Regions from separate parts of the Sus scrofa genome. Here region 1 is linked to region 2. A link is a contact called in public HiChIP or PLAC-seq data. All regions are on one chromosome and are shown on one strand. Each heading gives the region's core, a stretch centred on a gene start, on an enhancer-like site or on the middle of the called end of the contact. The rest is flanking DNA. Distances are from core to core; before and after follow the strand shown.

Evidence for each region. HiChIP or PLAC-seq counts read pairs in DNA pulled down with a chosen protein or histone mark.
Region 1: a contact with region 2 is called in an H3K27ac HiChIP or PLAC-seq map of skeletal muscle, with 2.2 times the contacts expected there. The contact joins two enhancer-like sites. A contact is called at or near these places in 1 of 47 Hi-C or Micro-C datasets (skeletal muscle) and 1 of 2 datasets of contacts at active chromatin or transcription factors (skeletal muscle).

Annotation. Positions count from the first base shown.
Region 1 is chr13:181,346,514-181,350,024 of Sscrofa11.1, reverse strand. It overlaps a transcript of LOC106508546 not described here. Among named protein-coding and RNA genes, the nearest start is that of MIRLET7C, 45 kb to the right of the region's middle. Within about 2 kb of position 1,999, at least 59 of the 83 cell types and tissues checked have an H3K27ac peak or open chromatin away from gene starts, as enhancers often do. A contact at or near this core is called in skeletal muscle, where this site is marked.
Region 2 is chr13:181,055,011-181,058,653 of Sscrofa11.1, reverse strand. All of the region lies in intron 3 of LOC106508546, which reads right to left. Among named protein-coding and RNA genes, the nearest start is that of MIR99A, 250 kb to the left of the region's middle. Within about 2 kb of position 1,878, at least 35 of the 83 cell types and tissues checked have an H3K27ac peak or open chromatin away from gene starts, as enhancers often do. A contact at or near this core is called in skeletal muscle, where this site is marked.

The DNA.
Region 1 (3,511 bases), core at 750-3,249, 290 kb before region 2:
TCCAGTTATAAAGCTAGTTTAGAAATTACAGTTGGGTCCAATTAACTTTTTCCTCTAAGTACTAATTAAATGACATACGTAGAAATATATATGGTATATAAAAGGCAGGATGAGCTGAGTATTCACGACGACCATTTACAGACTAATTTCAGACCTTAAAATAATGAAGACTGTAAGAAACAAGGCAGATAATAAACAGTTAAGAGTCGTTCCATTAGATCCAAGAAAGATACCAAAAATGGGTTAAAATCTGTTTCTAGACTATTTGTACAGCAACACCATAGCCTCCATTATATTAAAGGAGGATTATATGCCAGTTAATGGGACCCTAATTGAAATTTCGCTTCTCATTACAAGTCTATACAGCACAACTTTTAAGGTGGGCCCAGGACATATAACACTTTAAATCTAATTTAAATATATACTGTTGCAGTTAAGAATAAAACAAAAACTTTTTTGCATGTCATAATTTAATACCTCTGAAGCTTGCTATTTCTCTTTGAATCTCCAAACTCTTCAGACAGCCAATATTTCCATGCATACTCTGTAGCTATTTGAGCAATGCCACTTAACAAACACGTAACTTAAAATGCTGGCAACATGATTAAAAAAAATGTTTCTATTTTTAAATAATTGCATTATAAAGCTCAATACTTTTGAAAATACACAACCCCCATCCTGCATATTCACTGAATTTCCTCCGATCTTTTAGCCTTGTTTGTGGTTCGAGAACAGAATTTGTACTTTAGGAATGATCCAAGGTTTAGTAGCATAGAACGCAGGGTAAAACAATCGGACCAGCCATAACATAAAAGTCCTGGCCACAGAAGTGGAATCTGGTTCTTCTGAAGTGGTTGATCTTAAAAGGGAAAAGAGGAGGAAAAAAAAAAAAAACAAAAAAATGGAAAGAATTAGAATGTTTTCCTGTAGAACAGGTGAATCATCCATTTCCAAGTAAGCTGCAAGGAAAGCTATACTGAACAAAATATTTGCTAACTGGCCCCCCTCCTCCACCCTAGTACCACACCCCTTTCCAACCACCACCCCCCACCCTCTGTCCAGATCTTTACTTTGCCTTGTTAAGACTTTAAATATTCTGCTCCATGATGTAATGCATCATTATATAAGATCTCTTTCTGTTTATCGTTTGATTTTCCATACTGAATCAGTTATGGCTTAAAATAGTAAATAGTTAAAAAATAAAATAAAACAAAAAAGCAGCACTCATAAAAAGCAAAAAAATAAAACAGTCCTTAGATATAAGTCCATGCTTTTCCTTAAAACTGAATATGGCTTTACAATTTTTGACCATAGCATTCAACCAATTATTAGAATGAAAAATCTCACCCCTCCATAAATATGACATTAACATAATTATACCACCCCCATCACGGAGACCCATCCTCCTTAGGGAATACATCTGATGCTCCAAAGATGGAAATCAGTCAGATTTTAGTTGCTCTCCAACGTACCTTTGCTTCTCACTGACTGACTGGCTTTTACCCTCCACGCACTCACACGCCACCCCCTCCCCTCGGCTAGACACGGATGCCGGAGCGAGCACGCGCGCGCACAGGCATACAGACACCCAGCGAGAGGCGAGGCAAAGCATCTGATGCTGACTCAGAGCGCTTCTGTGTGCTGGGGGTGGCAGCGGCTGGTATTTTCACTGCGCTCATCATTAACATTAACTCACAGTCTAGCATCCACCCTCTCCCAGACCTGCGGGACTGCAGTATTTGCATGACGCTGTCACTCTAGCTTTTGCAGGTCAGATGATGGAAGAAAAAAAAAAACAACAGAAAGAAAGAAAAGGAGTTAAAAGAAAAAGCCCTCAGAGCCTTCATTTCTTCCAGGGTCTCCTTATTTTTCCACATTTCTACTTCCTCTGTGGCTATGTCTCAGTTGTTTGACATCTTTCCGGAAGAAACTGTCTTGTGCTTCACTGAGCCAGTAGTCAGCAGGTCCACCCCTCACCTCACACTCCGATCCCCACCCTCCCCCAACTCCCAATCAATAAGACAGATCTCCAAATACAGTTGTGGAAACAGGCTCCGACACAGTCTCATCCTGGATTCACTACCTCAGGAAGCAGGCAGCCAGGCTCACACGTGATAGAGAAATAATGCCAGCAAATCTTTAGCAGTCTTAGACTTTATTCTACGCTTTCATTCCCACCCACCCCCATCCCGGCTGACGAAAGAGCAAAAAAAAAACCCTTTCCACTTGTCTCTGAAACCCACAAACAGCTTAAGAGACACATGATTGAGGTGGATCTGTAAAGATCAATCATTTCTATTTACTAATGAAAAAAAACTATGATTTTAATAAAAATAATTGCTTAATATTTTTATTAGCTGTGCTCTCATTTCACAGGAATTACGAGATCTGCCAGGATCTGAATCATCAATATGATTTAAACTGCGCTGAAATCCTAACTTGATGGGATGAAATTAACCGACAGGGATATTAATATATATATATATATATATATATTTACTTTTTCGATTTAAGAACTTTTAAAAATAATAATAAATAGCCGTGTTGATGAATATGTATATCAGTTTTTGAGACTAGAAAATGTTTGCAGGCTATAAATATTAAAGATTAAAGATATGTTTACTTACAATATGGATTTGCACATATATGTGAAAACAATCTACTATGTGCATTGTTACAATAAGAAGTAAAAATTTGGACGCAGTCGTATGTGAGCTACAGTGTTTCATAACATAGAAGGCAGTATATAGGTATTTACCAGTTCCTTTGTTCTTCAACTGTTCCCTTTAATGATAGAACGTGGTAAACTGCCTACCTTTCTTTTCTACACAAGCAATATTTCTGAATAACTTGCCAGACAGAGCCAGCCATCAGTGACTCCGCAGCTTGCAAGAACTAGATACAAAGGATAGAAAAAGTACGATGATTCTCAAGCCAACTCTAATGCTGTCTGGTGCTGGAGAAATTTCGGTTTACCCACACAGACAGATCCCATCATGCACTGCGGCACTGCAGGACCAACTAAGGTAGCAGTCTGGCAGCAGATCTGTGGCAACAAACGTGAAGGACAACCGTTTGCAGAGGTTCCAAAGAAAACATCACACAACCCTTAAAGAGAAAGAAGCAACTGAACTAGGATATGTACCTTTACAATCAGCCCCTCCAAGCTCCTGATTTGAGAGAAAAAGGGGGGAAAGGGAAAACTTAAGAGCAAAAATAAAAAGCACAAATAAAGAAACCGTCACCTGGAGGAAGCTTGGAGTTTACACACTCTCACTAGAGAGAGAAATACAGGAAAGGAAAGAACAGGAGGGGGAGGAAGAAAAGGAAACAGAAAAGGGAGGAGGGAGGGGAATGGTGGATAAGGGGAAAAAAGGAACAGGGGAAAGAGCAAAGAATCACTGAGCATTGAAGTAACAAATAAAATAGGAAATTCGATTTCAGAAACCAAAGATTCCAGATCAGAGTTCGAGCTTAGAATTTACTGAAAACCTGTAACAGAAACTAATGC
Region 2 (3,643 bases), core at 629-3,128:
GGAAAAGAAGCAAGGAGGCTATACCTCAAAGTATTAGAAAACTTCCATAACTTACAAATTCATACAGATCACAGGTGAATTGGATGAGAAGAATTCTTTTAAAAATGAGCAAAGTAGTATTGACTGTGATTGTTTTAATAGGATATACAGAGTTGTAATATTTTCTCCCATCGGCATTAAACCTCACTTCACAAAATAGAATATTCTCTCATTTTCTCTTTTTATAACCTGTCAACCACATGGAACACAATCTTCTAAATTTAAAAGCAAAGCATAAAACTAAGCTCTTATAATCACAACTATTCATATATATTTTCATTTGAAATATAAGTGCTTCAAAAACCATTTTCTTGTGGCAAAAAAAAAAACTAGTTAGAAAACAAACAAAAAATGCTATATTTTATGATATCTCTATCAGGCATGAAAAGAAAGACAATGGATCCAGTCCTGTGATACCTTACCAAAACACTTTAGCAGTGCTAATTTCAATGTTGCAGACACAAACAGAATAATAAAAATGCATGTGGCTCAGGAGTTGGAATTACAACTGTGATATTTTAAGGATGATTCCACTGGATTCAATTCAAATCCGAAAGATCAATTGATGTTTCATGAACCCAACAAATCTATAATAAAGCTTCCTTCTATTTCAATATTTTAAAATTAATTTACAACTAGCTGTTTAAAAGATTTAATTATTAATAGAAGCATTTTATCTAATGGATTTTTTTTAAAGTTGCACTTGATTTTATGTACCAATGATTCAATATAGAAGGTAGAATATAGAACATGGCTGAGCCAATACTGCAAAGATCCTAATTAGTATCATGCTATAGAAAAACAATGAAGTGATTCTGTCACCAATTACTGACAATTAGCCTAAGTACAACAGTTAATTTCATGGAAATAAAACCATTATAAAATGAAAGGAACAAAGCCTATCATAATTAATAGCATTTGCCTGCATTCCTCTACTGGCTATTTAATTCATGAACTATAAAAGTTTGAAACAACTTGAACAGCTAAACACATACACAAAATTCAAGAGTCTGTGTATCTGGATTTTCCAATTTTTAAGAATCTGTGGAAACGTAATTTAGCAACCGAATTATGTTTATCAAATATTTATCCCCAAACTTTAATATATCTGACACCTGGAATGTGCATTTGTTAGGTGATAAAATGTAGTATATTAAATTACAAAGAAATATCTTGTGATAGTTTGTTATGATCCTGTTTTAATGCATCTAGATAAAATAGTGAACTGCCAATAATTGCTGAAATATTACAACGTTAAAAGTCCCTGACTCCCTTGCACTTTTGTCTCACTCAAACTTTTCACTTGCTTCTTTCTTTAATGTAGCTAGGTTGTCTGTGCTCAGGAGCATGGGGGTGGCTGGCTTGCGCCCCCATGTCAATTTCATCTCACGCCTTAACTCTGCCACAAGTTTCAGAGTTGCAGTGTCATAAGGCATCATGAAGTCAAGTCAAGCTTTAAAATGTTGTTCTGGCTTCTCTTAAAGCTGAAAAGGATTCATTTTTCAAGGTACCTACCAATCAACAAAGTAAAAACAATTCAAGGCCAGTGACTTTTAAAGCCAAACTTCACAAAATGCACCCTTGCTTATGTTTTTCTAGTTTCAACAAGTTCTGAGAACAAAACTTTAAAACCTAAGAAAACAGGGCTATAGGCTACTGCCTAATAAACGGCCATGTCAATTTTAAAACTTTGGGTACACAAATGAAAACATTCTAGAGGTTTTTGGCCATGCAGAGATAAGATCCTCTCTGGGGAGACGACTAGAAACTGCTGGGTCTTTTGTGCAGACTCCTGGAATGTGCTTGCTTTTCATTTCTTTCTTTGTGTCTGGCACACTGGCCTCACAGGCAGTGTCTTAAGCCATGCAGGGTCAGGGCAAACAGAGAACAGCATTCATGGACAGATCAAGTTTATGTGAGAATCTGCTCCTCCGCTGCCCTCAATCTCCATATGAATTGTTAATAAAATCTTAGCCTGAAAGCTCATCACCCCAACAGTGGGGAAGTCATGCAGAGAATCCTCTAGTTCAGAAAAACAAGATTTCTTTATCTTTTTCATCCTTCGCCAGCATTCGTGGGAATTCTGCCATGTAACCTCTTCCTGAACCCCCTCCCCCACCCCCACCTCTCTGCACAACTCACTTGGTCGCACCTGATCATCAGGGAAGGCGGGGAGCTAAAAAGACAAAAGAAACATTCTGACACCCACAGCAAATCTACCACAACATCAACTTTGCCGCTGCAGTAATTTGCTGCTGTAAAAACCTTCAGGCAAAAGGAAATATCAATGCTTAATTTTTTCCAGTTTGTGTCAAACAGCTAGAAAGACTTTCCCATAGCTTTATGACACCGCATGAACTAGAGAGCCACAGATAGAATAAAAGGTCACATAGAAAGTGAAGAACAGTCATACCCTAATTAACTTGATCTCTCCATGCAAATACTGGACAGGAACAAGACTCGATGCAATGTTGCAGGCAATCTTGCAGTGTATCTTCTAACCTTGCTACAGGCTAGCTGGGCCTCTTGTTTCCTCTGCTTTTGCTCCCTGCAAACTGTTTTAATATCGAACGCCTTTCAGAGGGATGGGCTGATGAACGAAAACATGAATTTCCTGCTGCCCTTTAAGGTGGGTTAAAGGGGGTGCTAGCAATCAATTACAGAACAAAAGAACAACAACAACAAAAAAAATGACTTAAGAATCTAAGGAGTGAAAGTGTTACATTCTTTCCAGTTTATTTTTTTAAACTAAGTGCTTCATTTTTATTCACCCTTATCATGAATAGTAAAGAATATCTATTTCATTACAAACTGAAAGTTTACCCAGTACCACCTGAAGTCAATCTATTTTCTGCTCCAAAAGTCTTTAAATGTACTTAACTTCCATTTCACCTTGAAAATGATTTTACGGGGAATAAAAAAGTTTAAAATTTCATTGTACATTCATTTAAAATCTGTGCTTCAGATTTTCGAACTGTTGTTAACATGCAGGTGCATTTCAGAATAAAGAGTTATATTTTCTGTTCCAATTAATATCTTCACCCTAGTAAATCTTTGTTCCCTCATTTTATTTTGGTCAATAAAGCAAAATTAACTTCTAAACTCTTTGCACATAAATTGTTCCACGATATCTTTCACTAAACTTTTCTTTCCTATACTTGAATATGTCAAAAAAAGTTGAATATCATTTTAAAACAAATATTCCTAAAGTATACATAAAGAAATGTGAATTGACTAAATATAAGGCACATTTTTACCACTATATATCTTGAAATGCTATTAGGTAATACTTGAGAAGATAAAAATACATGAACACACGCAGACTCTCACACACATAGTTTCTTAAAAACAAGCAAAGTAAAAGGAACACAAGACACTTCTAAACCACTCACATAATAAAGTCATATAAATGTATTATGTAACCTATCTAAAACAAAGTCATTATTATAAATAGCACATTCATTTGCTCTCTATCCATAGGTGTCACTTTAGTATGTAAAACATGGAAATCCATAGTTCAAGGAATTCTCTTACATAAAATTTGAGCCACAGACGCTTAATAAAAATTCAATACAAAAGTAAATTTATTTCTATATTAAATGGT